Regions from separate parts of the Mus musculus genome. Here regions 1 and 3 are each linked to region 2. A link is a contact called in public ChIA-PET and HiChIP or PLAC-seq data. All regions are on one chromosome and are shown on one strand. The core of a region is the stretch at or near the end of the contact, and the rest is flanking DNA. Distances in the headings are between cores, read along the strand shown. Region 1 holds the start of Spata32 (spermatogenesis associated 32). Region 2 holds the start of Kif18b (kinesin family member 18B). Region 3 holds the start of Arhgap27os3 (Rho GTPase activating protein 27, opposite strand 3).

What was found. ChIA-PET counts read pairs in DNA pulled down with a chosen protein or histone mark. HiChIP or PLAC-seq counts read pairs in DNA pulled down with a chosen protein or histone mark.
Region 1: a contact with region 2 is called in an RNA polymerase II ChIA-PET map of memory CD8 T cells, with 6 read pairs. The contact joins the promoter of Spata32 here to the promoter of Kif18b in region 2. A contact is called at or near these places in 2 of 115 datasets of contacts at active chromatin or transcription factors (memory CD8 T cells and pancreatic cancer cells).
Region 3: a contact with region 2 is called in an HNF4G HiChIP or PLAC-seq map of pancreatic cancer cells. The contact joins the promoter of Arhgap27os3 here to the promoter of Kif18b in region 2. A contact is called at or near these places in 3 of 39 promoter capture datasets (cranial neural crest, frontonasal cranial neural crest and pre-B cells) and 2 of 115 datasets of contacts at active chromatin or transcription factors (memory CD8 T cells and pancreatic cancer cells).

Annotation. Positions count from the first base shown.
Region 1 is chr11:103,217,067-103,221,143 of GRCm38.p6, reverse strand. Spata32 (spermatogenesis associated 32) reads left to right here and starts at 2,712. Exons shown (of 5, transcript NM_177801.3): 1 at 2,712-2,802. The coding sequence starts at 2,790. It overlaps Gm51920 (a long non-coding RNA gene), which reads right to left. Exons shown (of 3, transcript XR_003949777.1): 3 at 3,956-4,077. It overlaps Gm34823 (a long non-coding RNA gene), which reads right to left and starts at 2,534. Exons shown (of 4, transcript XR_389061.4): 1 at 2,475-2,534; 2 at 1,730-1,891. It overlaps Map3k14 (mitogen-activated protein kinase kinase kinase 14), which reads left to right. Exons shown (of 16, transcript NM_016896.3): 16 at 1-1,380. The coding sequence ends at 119.
Region 2 is chr11:102,922,164-102,926,565 of GRCm38.p6, reverse strand. Kif18b (kinesin family member 18B) reads left to right here and starts at 1,442. Exons shown (of 16, transcript NM_197959.2): 1 at 1,442-1,583.
Region 3 is chr11:103,343,291-103,347,572 of GRCm38.p6, reverse strand. Arhgap27os3 (Rho GTPase activating protein 27, opposite strand 3) reads right to left here and starts at 2,820. Exons shown (of 4, transcript NR_045346.1): 1 at 2,654-2,820; 2 at 2,110-2,157; 3 at 528-718. All of the region lies in intron 3 of Arhgap27 (Rho GTPase activating protein 27), which reads left to right.

The DNA.
Region 1 (4,077 bases), core at 1,463-3,962, 290 kb before region 2:
TTTGCTATGACATGGAGGTGCCAGACTCGGGCATCGACCTGCAGTGCACCCTGGCCCCTGATGGCAGCTTTGCTTGGACCTGGAGGGTCAAGCATGGTCAGCTGGAGAACCGACCCTAGTCCTGTCTTCCACCACCAGCTCCACTCTGGCCACGGCAGGCTTCCTTTGATCTCAGTGCTCGCTGGTGCTCTGAGATGCTGGATGAGTCTGCACAGGGACCTGCCAGTCCCTGGTTCAGCATGTAGACCAGGGCTTGTGAGCAGAGCAGCGAAGGGAACAGAGTAAAGCACCTCCCAGGACTTGCCTCCTGGCAGGAGAAACTCTTCCCTCATGAGGAGACAAGGAGGAAGGAAAACAGGGGTCTCTGTGACTCTCCAAACAAGGTAGCCAGACCCACATGGGTCAGTCAGCACTTGCCAGCAGTTGGGGAGCAGCTTCTAGCCTGGGTCACGAAGAGCAGGTACCCCTAGGAAGGCAGGAGAGTGTCTAGGGGTTCCTGCCCAGCTCCTACAGGGCAAGGCAGTAGGTGTGCCGGCCCAGGGGCTGTGGAGTTCTTGGCCCCGTGTCTAGCCTCCCTGGCCTTGACTAGTGTGAGACAGAAGGAGCAGGAAGGGCACTAGAATGCACTGAGCCTTCAGGTCATTGCAGCCCACATCCTGGATTGAGCTCCTTGATCAACCAGGGACCACAGAAGAGACATGATTCTCGGGCCTCACGTTTGTGGCTATGGGCAGCACTCCTCAGCGTCAGCCCCACTGGCTCCCTGGCACTCTAGTCCCTCATCTGTGGCAATGAAGGATGACACGTGAGACCCACCTGACAGGAACGGTCTGCAAATGATAAACTCAAGAAAGCCACAGAAACAGGGCTTGCCACCCTCTGGGGGCACACTGTCAGCATCCAGCATGGTGTGGCAAGGCATTGCCAGCAGCAGCACTTTGCACTCAGGTGACCTCAAAGCACTTTCCTGGCTGCCTTCCAGCAGAGCATTGGCTCTGCATGAGCAGGGGCAGGCCAGGGGATGGGGAAGAAGGGACTGTCTTGACCCATCATCCACACAGGCTTGACCCCCCCTCAAGCTTCTTTCAGACTTAAGATGAGCATCGTCGCCCCCACTGCCCTAGCTGGGACTTCTCCTGGTGGGACTTGGAAACAGCTGCTTAGGACTCATTGTAGCATTAAGTTCACTGTGAATCATTTGTTGGGAGGGGCACAGAGACTTCTCTAGGGAAACTCATCCCCCCACCTCAACCAGCCAGGATAGCTCTGTCCAGCTCTTTGCAAGGATCTAGGCTGCTCCTGGCCCCAGCACATGAACGGCAGCCACGGTGCTGCATCTGGGGTGTATTGAGTTCTATAAGCAATAAAATTTGGAATGACGATGGGTGTTTGTAGGCTGTGATGTCGCCTCTTTTGCCTGCCTGCTTGCAGTACTCCACAACCCTGACAGCTGCTGGAGTGGATTCCTTCAAGCCTCCGTGGTTGGAGCGAGGACTGGCATCAGCCTGTCCAGAGAGCTGCTTGTCCTGCTACCTGTCATATCCAACTCAATCCCTCCACTCTGGTATGCCCATCTCCTGTAGCAGCAGGGATATCCCTGGCCAAAGTCTTGGGCTGAAAGGAGGAGGCCAAGAGGCCAGGCAGCCCAGTGGCACCAGAAGGGGAGGGGCTTGCATGACCCACTCACCTGCCTGCACCTGTCCTGAGGCCCATCGGCAAGAGGTCTTACCTGGTATTACTTTGAGCGTCTGCGTGGTGAGGTGATGACTTGCCCAGCAGGAGTTTCTTGATCACGGAGCATAGGGTGGCAGAGGACACAAGAGCACTGATATGCCTCTAGCCCCTAGAATGAGCTGACTATGATGGTACACACCTGTAATCCAGCCTTGGGCTACAAGAAGAATTTGAAGCCAGCCTAGGCTACATGGGACTTTGTCTCAGAAGGAAAAAACTACTTGGGCGGTGGGAGATGGGATGTAGCCTTGACTGTCTAGAACTCACTACGTAGAACAACCAGACTGGCCTCAAACTCACAGAAATCCTCCCACTTCTGCCTCCCCACTGCCAGAATTAAATAAGAATTTATGCTACCGTGTCCAGCTTTTGGGGGGGGGGGGGTTGTGATTAAAGCCTGCTGCAATGGAATCTAATACTAGACAACCTGAATTTAGTCCCAGGAAAGGAACAGTCACTGTGGAAGGTGACTGTTCCCAAAAGTTGTCCTCTGACCACCACACACTGGATGTGGTGTGAAAGTTTTCACACACAATAAATGTAATTGTAAAAAAACTGTAAGGTCACCCTGGAAAGCTATGCACAGGTGTGTGTACTGCACACATGCACAGCTTGGACTGAGATTCAACCATCCTTAGAGGAATCCTAGACTCCCCGCAAAAATGGAGCAGCTTTGTTGTCCAGATAAGGTTCTAAGCCCCCACCTACCCCGTCCTTACCCAAGACCGCTGTCCACATACCTGGCCTACTGTGGCGTGGCCAGCTGCCCCAAGTCTTGGTCCGGGGGGGGGGGGTGGCGGGGGAAGCTGTCTGCTCAACCTCCAAGACTCAAAAGATCCTTTCTTGTTCCCACCCACATCATTGGCATGAACCTTCAAGTTTCCTACATGCCATATCCCCTGGCCTGAACGTCACAGAAGCCGCAGCATCACAGGCGCCAGCGCCCCCATCATCTTCAGCCCCCCCTCCACCGGGCTAGCCAAAGAGCGCACTGGAGGCGGAGGGGCAGCAGCCACCAGCCCGCTCCCCGCCTCCCTGACAGAGCCTCCGGCAGCATGGGGGTGACAGGTGCGAGCAGGCGGCCGAGTGGTGGGAGGCGCCAGAATGGCGGGGCGGAGGCGGAGAAAGGGAAAGCTAACTGGTGTTGGCCTGGGGAGAGGAAAGGAAAGCTAACCCCAGCCAAGCCCTTTGGGTGCCTTTGATTACTGCAGCATTCCTCGCTGTGCAAAAGCTGGGGCTGCATGAGTGCGGGGTCTTAATGAACTTTCCAATGGGATTGCATTCGCGGGTGCACGCGTGCACGTTTGGCAGAGTGGTGGGTTTGGGATTTAATGTCTTTGCAAAGGTGGTCGCCGAATCCATCTGCGTGAGACACTGCTAAGGATCAGATAGCCAAAGCTAGTAAACCCATAACACGCTGGAGGGGGGGAGGAGGCGGGAGTCAGCCAGAAACGTGCTCAGATGGGCGGGCTTGGGGCTTCCGGAAGAGCGGTAAGGCCTTGCGTCATCACAGTGGGAAGCCAAGAGTGCGCGCGGTGCGGTGCAGTGCGGTGCGGTGCGGTGCGCGTAGTGTTTTAACGGTCATGAGATTTAAGGTCCCTTCCAAGAAAAACGTTTGGTAACAAGGTCGAGAGCACTATGGTGCAGAGACAACTCTCGTCCATCTCTGCCCTTAGCCCTTAAATACAGTGGCTAATAGCTGAAAGTCAGCATTTCCTTTTCAACCTTATCAAAGCAATAAATATCCCTGATTCAAGAGTATTGACGAGTTTATTTGCTGATTAAAAAAAAAATCAAGGGTCCCTCTATCCAGGCATACCTCAGAGCAGACGCAGGCCTTTTCTCAAAACAAAACAAAAACAAAATCCCAAGCACTAAAGAGGCAGAGGCAGGGGAATCTCTTTAAGTTCGAGGCCAGCCTGAACTATAGGGCGAATTCCAGGACAGCCAGAGCTACACAAAGAAATCCTGTCTTGAAAAAAGGTAAAAAACAAACAAACAAACAAATTCTAGGTTAAAAACTAATCAAAATGTTAAAGCCAACCATTGTGAGTTTCTCCCTCTTACAAGTTACTGGGGTTTCTCTTTTTAAAGTATCTGTGGGGTCTGGAGAGGTGGCTCAGTGGTTAAGAGCACTGACTATTCCTCAATTGAATTCCCAGCACCCACATGGTGGCTCCTAACCATGTGTGATGGGACCCAGTGATCTCTTCTGGTGTGTCTGAAGACAGCAACAATGTACTCTTAACTGTTTTTTTTTAAAGAAGTATTTGTGGGTCAGGCAGGTGGCAAGTTAAAAACACTTTCCGTGTAAGTGTGAGGACCAGAGTTCTGATCGCAGAA
Region 2 (4,402 bases), core at 193-2,692:
TGTATCATCTTATGTTATTATTAGTTATTAATTCTCTTCTCCCCCACCTCTGTCCCTTTTCAGGAACTCCCTATAGTTCAGGCTGATCTAGTATTTACCATGTACATGAAGCTGGCTTTGAACTTGTAACATTTTCCCTCTCCTGCCTTGGCATGTATCACAATCCCCACCTGTGATAAATATCTAAGTTTTTCCTATAGACTGGGAGCTCTGTATATCACATATCACTGTAACCTCTGAACCTGTCATAACAATCGTTGAATGAATCTGAGAACACCTAGTGCCATTTTATTGAACATCTACAAGGTGCGTTATTCACATTACGTTTTTTTTTTTTTTTTTAATTTTTACTTATGGGGATTTAGCTCAGTGGTAAAGAAAAGGCCTTGGGGGCTAGAGAGATGGCTCAGCGGTTAAGAGCACTGACTGCTCTTCCAGAGGTCCTGAGTTCAATTCCCAGCAACCACATAGTAGCTCACGACCATCTGTAATGCTCTCTTATGGTGTGTCTGAAGAGAGCAACAGTGTACTCATATACATTAAAAAATAAATAAATAAAATGAAAGACCAAGCAAACTTCACTCACTCAAAAGAAAAGGCCTTGGGTTTGGTTCTCAGCTTGGGGTGTGTGTGTGTGTGGGGACGTTTAGGGCGCAAAAAAACAAAACAAAACAAAAACAAAAACAAAAAAACCAGATTTACAGTAAGCGAGGAGGGAACTTCTTTACCAGGAAGCTATCATTAAACAACTGTTCCTTTTGGAGACGGAGAAGGCAAGAGTATTCAGTGTTCTTGTATCTTTGTACTAACCCTAACTTCATGTAATTTTGTTGTTTTTGTCCTCACTAAACTAAGTGTGGTGAATAAATAATTTGAGTCAAGTTATCCAGTATTAAATGACTCTACTAGCTTGTTCACAGTTGTGGTGAAAGAAACCCTACAGTAACCTTTACATGCCCCAGACTTGCTCACAACGCCACCATGAGGACAGTTTACTTGAGAGAGAGATCGAGTAAAGTTCTCATGTAGCTCAGGCTGGCCTGGAACGCTCTACCTGGAGGGTGGCTGGTTTCGAACTCAAATAGATCCGCCAGCCTTTGCCTTCTGCGTGATGGGATTAAAGGCACGAGCCACTCTGAATTGGAGGGTGCCTATTTAAGCCACAAAAGCAGGTTTTAAATTCTGTCGAATGTGTGGTCGCTGTAACCGCTGCTGAACTCAGCCCACAGACCACAGAGACGGGGCAGGCCCCCTGGTTACACTGCTAGAGACTCGATTCTGGTGGCAATTCCGCTCCGTCCGGTTTGATTTGGCCAAAGAAACCCAAGGCGCGCAAGAGAACTAGTGCGCAAGCGCACCCCCGGCTGTCTTTGTTACTTAGGAAACAGCCAATCAGCGAGCCGGGCGGTGACCAATGAGAAGCGCGGATGAGCGGACCGGCTAGTTTGAACGCGCCGCGCCGGAAGAAGGTTGGTTCGGTGGAATCGGGTGTGGGGGAGCTCTCTCCTGAATCCGAGGGCTCCTGTCCGAGGCGGAGGGACGCGTAAGCGACCCCCGACACCAGCACCGGGAACCGACGAGAGGTAGGCTTTGGTCGACGGTGGGGCGGCCCCGCGGGCTCGGTGCAGAGCTGTCGTTTGCGCGGGCTCGCTGCAGTTGTCTGGAACCCGAATCAGCACTTGTTTGGGCAGGTCAGGGACGAGTAGGAGGGCACTTCCTTTACACCGAGAATGCAGCCGATCGTGATCTCTGCGTCCCACGGTCCGGGGCCCATATTAAGTCCTCTCATGTATACCCGGTCCTTTGAAAGGTGCACCCGGCTCCGTAGCAGCTACCCCTCCTCGTGTGGGAGGTGGAATTGGGTCTTTCTACAGGTCAGAATTGGAGATCTGGGACGCCCGGCAGGAGAGAATGGGAGAACCACTCCGCTCCTCTTGTCAGAGCTGATTACGCGGCTGTGTGTGTACCGAGGGAGGCAGCTTGGTTACTGGGACACTCCTAAACACTGGCGAGCATGAAAGAAAACCAGGCCTCTATTAGTACCAGGATGATCGAGTCTTTTAGCCTTGGACATTTGAGCTACTGTGACAAGTACAAGGTAGAGCCTGTTTTGTGCCAAAGAACTTAAAATACTGGTTTGTGTTGGTTTTGGTGGTTCAGTGCATCATAGGGAAATGATGTATCATATAACTTTACCAGCGGTGTCTAATATTTGTTGGGCACTTAAAAACCGAATGCCATTCAAGCTTAACACAAACCTGGTGAGACAGATAATTAAAAAATATTACAATTTGCATGTTGAGAAACGGAGGCACAGAGTGTAGTTAAGCTTGACTTGGGAGGACATATATAATTTTACTTTTGTGGATGAGCTTTTTGTTGTTAACAGCGCTTCCTTCAATGTCCCTATCCTATTTCTTCCATGCCTATTTCATTATGGAACCATGCCCTCTGCCAGTCAGGATTTTAAGGCATCTCATTCTCCATTACTTTGTTTTTATCTAATTTCGCTCCATTTGTACCTTTTTTTCTCTCATGGTCTAGAGATCAAACCTAGCCCTAATACCTTTTTTTTAAAAAAAAGTATAGAAGCATCATATTATTAGAGACATTTGCAAAGCTTTTCTCTTATCTAGTGACACAGCAACTGAAATTATCATAATATTGTATAAACTATATTCTCTCTCCACAAACAGTTAAGTTATAAATACAAACTAGGCATAGTAAAATAATCCCAGCCCCTGAGAGAGAGGCAGAGGAGAAGAGTCTCTGAGTTTAAGGCCAGTTGTATTGAGACTCTTTCAAAACACCACACACACACACACACACACACACACACACACACAAATACAAATGAAAAATTGAATTCACACTTGGGAATTTAAAACAAAAATACACTGAAGTCAGTTAAATAGATCATAATTATAGTTAAAAGAGAGCTGGCATGGGGTTAGGGGTGTGAGCTAGTGGCAAATGCTTCCCTGGTATGCACTGAGGCCTGAGTTTAGTTCTCAGCACCCTCACCACGGTCCTCCCAAAATAGAAGCTATAGAAATTTTTAGTTGGTGTGAGGTCAATGAGGTGATTAAATTAGCTTAAAATTTACCTTCACACAAATGAAAACAAACAAACAAACACTCAATTCCCAGATATTTACAGTCAATTAGAAAAGCAAACCTTTTCTTTCCATCTTAAGAGTCTAGATTTTATTTTGAACGCGATTAAAATTACAAGTCTACCCTTTTTATAGGTGTGCTTGTAAAAACCTCATCTAAAACCTCAGGAACCAGAAAGTAGCATGTTCAAGGTCCTAAGTTCAGTCCTCTGCACTGCCAGGGCTCAGTGTCTGCGAGTGTGGGTCAGGGTAACCTGGGGATGGAGACAAATGCCATTAAGCTAACAAAATATGAAATGACAAAGAACATTCCCCTGTAAATGAGTAAAGATGCGAGAACACTCACTATCGCTGCTTCCAGCCGATCCTGTTCTAGGATTCCTAGCCAGTAAGACAAGAAAAATAAATCACAACTTATAAGAGGGAATAAGCAAGGCAGACATAGTGGTGGCGTGTGCGTATAGTCCCAGCACTTAGAGAGCAGAGGCACCAGGATCTCAAGGCCAAGCTGAGCTGTATATCCAGATCAAAGAAAAGGAAAAACAAAAGAAAGGCATCAACTATATTATAGCTCAGCATTAGGACATGTGCAGCACCCAGCACTGGATAGAAAAAGCATAGCCTATGTAAGATATTCTACTTCAAAAGCAAGCTGTGTGCAGGAGGGTGCAGTTATTGTAACACACTGCTCTATGGATGCCAAGGTGAGGGATGTACAAAGCCCAGAAGCTGGGCAAAAAAAACCCTACTAGATTGACCTGCAGGTAGAACTAGTGCAAGGATGGAGTAGTGTCTCGGTGCGAGCTTAGATTCTAGCCTTGCCTACTATCTATTTGATGGGGTATCTTTGTTCCATGACTTTGTGCACCAATTCTCACAGAATGGGATTGTTGGGAAAGCTAAAAGAAGCCATTTGTAAAGAAAAGAAAGCATTTAGCATAGCGTGTTTACCATGCAGATACACTCGGTGAAGCACTCTGTAAATGTTAGCTATGATATTTATAGAGGCTTTAGGGTCAAGCCTCTGTTCTTCTCTGGCCCTTATTCATTCATTGGACAAGTACGGTCAGCATCTGCTGCGTGCCGAGAAAGGCCCCCAAATACTTGGGGTGAGTGTGTGAGACAAGACACAAGTGTGGGAGGAATGCTAAAAATTAGTGAAGGGGCTTTCGCTGCCCCTGTAGCAGTACCACGGGAGAGATGAACGCCTTCCTTCCCCTCTGTCTTAGCTCTCATTGCCTGCAGAGGGGGGAATCCCCACAAGTCCTCAGAAATTCTCCTCCAGGG
Region 3 (4,282 bases), core at 1,571-4,070, 420 kb before region 2:
TGTGTGTGTGCATGCCCACCTGTGTGTGTGTGTGTCTGTCTGTCTGTGTGTATGTCTATCTGTCTCTGTGTATGTGCATCTGTCTGTCTCTGTGTGTGTGTGTGCGTGCCCACCTGTGTGTGTGTGTGTGTGTGTGTGTACTGTCTGTGTGTGTGCGTGTGTCTGTCTGTGTGTATGTCTATCTGTCTCTGTGTATGTGCATGTCTGTCTGTCTCTGTGTGTGTGTGCGTGCCCACCTGTGTGTGTGTGTCTTTCCGTCTGTCTCTCTTTCTCTCTGTCACACACACACACTCACACAAAGGATAGAGAAACCAAGTTTATAAAGCACCATCAGGACCAAGGTGATTAAAAAAGAGGAGTGGACAGAGGTTGGAAGTGAGGCCTCCATAGCCTGTGAAGGCTCTTCAGGCCCAGGTTAGGGAAGCTGGCTTGAACAAGAGGTCCCTGTGCCCTGCATCGAAATGAGAGAAAAGTCTGAGGGGTGTGTGGGTAAAAGGCAGCCCTGGTCACACTTTCTTACTCTGTACCTTGGCTCCACTGGGCAGCCCAGAAGTTCCTTGATGGGCTCTGCGGGGCCCTCTGCCAGCACCCCTAGTGTGTGCCAGGAAGGAGCCACACCCAGCTCGCCCACCCAGGAGGAGGAGGCCCAGCAGGCAGCTCCATGAGGTCATCCAGAGGCTGGGGCAGAGTCCGGTGCTTAGGGTGCCCAATTGGAAACCTAGAATCAGAAAAGCAGAAACACACCCAGCTTTCTCCCCAGGGCCCCGTGGGTGTGGGAACCCAGAGGCCAGCTGTACTTTCACAGAAACCAGCCCTGGGGGTGGGGAAGAGGACAGCCCCATGCTATACAGCCAAAGAAACTAGGGCCCAAAAATTCCAGCCAGTGCTCGCTGAAACAGAGCCTACCCAGACCCCCACACCTCTGGATATAGTCATTCTGTGTTTATCAAGATAATTCAGCCCCAAACCTATCGTGTTCGGGATTCTGTTGAGGTGAGCACCTGCCTGGGACCACACAGTCACTCCAGATAGTAGTGAAGTGCTCTGCCCAGGGCTGTGCTCTCGTACAGCCGTGAGCGTGTAGCTCTCTCCGTGGCCTGGGTGGACACGGAGGGTTACTCAGTCACTGGCCTACAGAAGGTGTAGTAGGGGAGGGACCCATTGTGTGACAAGATTGAGATAAAAAGCACAGTCCTTCCTGCTGTCTCTCCACCCAGTCTGGGTAGCAAAGAGTGGGCAGGCTTAGAAAGTGAATGGAGGCCTGTTCCTGGCTGAGTATTTGATTTGTGTGCTCTCTCTCTCTCTCTCTCTCTCTCTCTCTCTCTCTCTCCCTCCCTCCCTCTCTCCCCTCTCCCACCTCTCTTTCTCTTTTGCTTTTCTTTAGAGAGAGATTCTCACTAAATAGCCAAGAAGCTACAATGAACAAATTCCAGGCTACCTTCCAATTTACAGCCCTGCCTCAGTCTCCTGAGTGCTGGAATTACAGGCACAGGCTGTTCTGTGCAGTATGTTTTGGGGGCCTTTACTGTGCCTCTCAATCCAGGGGGCAGGATTTTCCCCTTGCACTGTCCCCTTCCCCTCCCCTTCCTTGGAAGGTTTTGAAGATGAGGCCTGGAGAGGGAAAGGGGGTGATTGACAACTGGTCTGTGAGACAGATGGGGTGATTGGTCTGTGCAGGTGGCTCTGCCCCCTCCTGTTCTCAACATGGTGTGCTTGTGGGCACCAGCTGTGGTCATCACCTCAGCTTGTTAGGAGAGAAGTCGAGATAGCCTGAGAGCTAGCCTGTGCACCCAGAGTAGTACTGGCTTCCCGGGAGCCACCAACTGGGGACCATGTACCCTGGGGACTGGGTTGCTGATAGAGCTCAGATATGGGTGCCGAAAGGGCAGAGGGCCACAGCGCCTCAGCCCTCCTGCGTTCTCACCGAGTGTTTCAATCCTGCCCTGTCTCTCTGGGGTTTCTGCAATGGGAGAGCAGGCAGGGGTCAGAGTCTACACTGGAAACAAACTGGAGACTCAGAAGCAGGGCCCAGGAAGGAGGCACCTTGGGGAGGGACAGGACAGACAAGATGGTCCCCAGAGACTTGGAGACACAGCTATAGCTACTCACCCAGGGCACGCTGGGTCTGCTGTGTGTGGCTGGGATTGGAGTGTGCACCTTAGTGAGGGGATGAAGGGAGGAGAGATCAGAAGAAAGGAGCGGGTTGCTGTCCTACCTCCTTTCCCTCAGTGGAGGTGAGCGGATTAGGCACTTGGATGTAGAGACGTCTATGGGGTTGGATGTATGTGGCCACCCAGGAGGAAGAGGGCCAATGTGCCTTGGTAACCAAGTCTGGAGGAGACAGAGCCAGGTGGTCGAGTGGGAAGACAGTGGTGTGGTCGCTGTCCCTTCTGTTCTCTTGGCTGGCAGAGTCTAGACACCAGCTTCCCCATACCGCATGTGTCCAAACCCCTTCCTCATCTGAAACGTCTCTCTCCACAGCCTTCCTCTTTCCCTTCACACCCTCCTGGACCTGCGGCAAGTCCACAGCCACTCACAGTCTTGTGTCTGAGCCTCAGTACACCAGGCTAGCCCGGGGTTGAAGCCCTCTCCTCAGAGTTTCTTTCCACCTGTCCCCATCTGAGCCTCATCTTCCACGACACCCATGACTTACACGTGAACGATTTGGTAGAGGCTGATCCAAGCTGTGTCTGGGGATGGAATGCAGATCAATCCAATGTGTCACTGGAGCACTGAGCACAGGGGCAGGGTGGTCGGGGGGAACAGCCAGTGGAGTCCAGGAAACATGAAAACACCCCAACCTGAGCCACCCCACACCCATCAGGCAACTCTGTCTCAGGCACTTCCGCAGCCCTGACAGGAAACCAGCCGCAGTCTCAGCCTCCCGCCATCTCCGAGGCAGCTTCTTGTTTCCCACTTGCCCTGTGCCACCTCAGAGTTGTGGTCCCCGGCTCCACCCCCCTAAGCTTTCCCAGGCTGCATCCCAGCAACTCAGACAGGGCCGGGATGGTGGATATGATTTCAAAACTGGTCAGAAGGCAGAGCCGGGCCCTGCGGGCACAGGTAAGTTAGCAGAACTCGGGAAAGGCTGAGCCTCTGAAGGGGCGGCCTTCTGGGTTTGGAGCCGCAGTGGGTCTATGCCGCACTCTTTTAGGAACTGATTATAAAGCTCAGAACAGGGCATGTTGGGGAAGAGGGGGGGTGTCAAGACATTCTTCTCGGAGGCCTTTTCTGTCTAACTTTCCCGTCTGTCCTTAGAAGGACAGACAGAGAGTTCTGAGATCCACAGCGTGGATGGGGCAAGAGAGACGGGGCTTCTACCACTGTGGGCAAGGGAAGGGAATTGAAGACAAGGGGCCCAGGACCATAAAGAAGTGAAGGGGAATTTCTTGGCTCAGTTCTCTGACCTGAGGTGGCAAGGCCTCTTCCTCTTCCCCACTCCTGTACCCAGAGGTTACAACTTAGGAGCCCTTGATACTATTTTTAGGCTATGGCTGCATGCAGGTCTCCAGAGTGGGGGCCTGCCATGTTCCCCTGAGAGCACAGTGAAAGAGCCTCTGCAGCCTCAGCAGCAGTGAGAACCCAGCAGAACCAACCATGCTAACAGAGGAGAGCTGCCTTAGCCTGCCACCCAGGCTGGGGGTGTGGGGAGCTCACAGAGAGCTCTGGAGTTTGAAGGATCATCATGGCTGCAGCTTGCAGACCACCTCAAGGAATGGGGGTCTGCCTGTTTGCCTCTTTGAGGGTCCCTCTCTTTCATCCCAAGCATTTGGTGTCTCTGGGGCAAGCCTGTCTTCCTCCTGCTCCCACCTTATGATTCTGCATTGTCTCTTCTTGGGGTAGCCCTGTCACTCCAGGGACCTAAACCTCCCTCCCCCCCTCTCTCTCTTCAGTATCCCCCATACCTGCTGGTGTGTCCTATGTTCGAGACCCCTGTTAGCTCCCATAGCCTGTCAAGCATAAATCCCTGCTCCAAAGAGCCCAGTACCACGTCGTCATCGCCCTATCACCCATGGACCCTTCCAACCCCAGGCCTGGAATAGGCAAGGCCACAGCCCTGGTGTGTCCAACTGTGACGCAGGAAGCGCATCTGTCCTCTCTGTCCCCTGTCATTATGGTTTCTGTCCTATCCCTTGAAATCTCCTGAGCGCTGTGGCTCAAAGCCGCATCCCAGCTATCCCTTTCTCACATTCTGTTCTGTGTGAATGTGCTTATTTCTGGCATTTGCCACAGAATTGACTTGCCTATAAAGCCGTGTCTGAGAAGATCTGATATGGGCTTC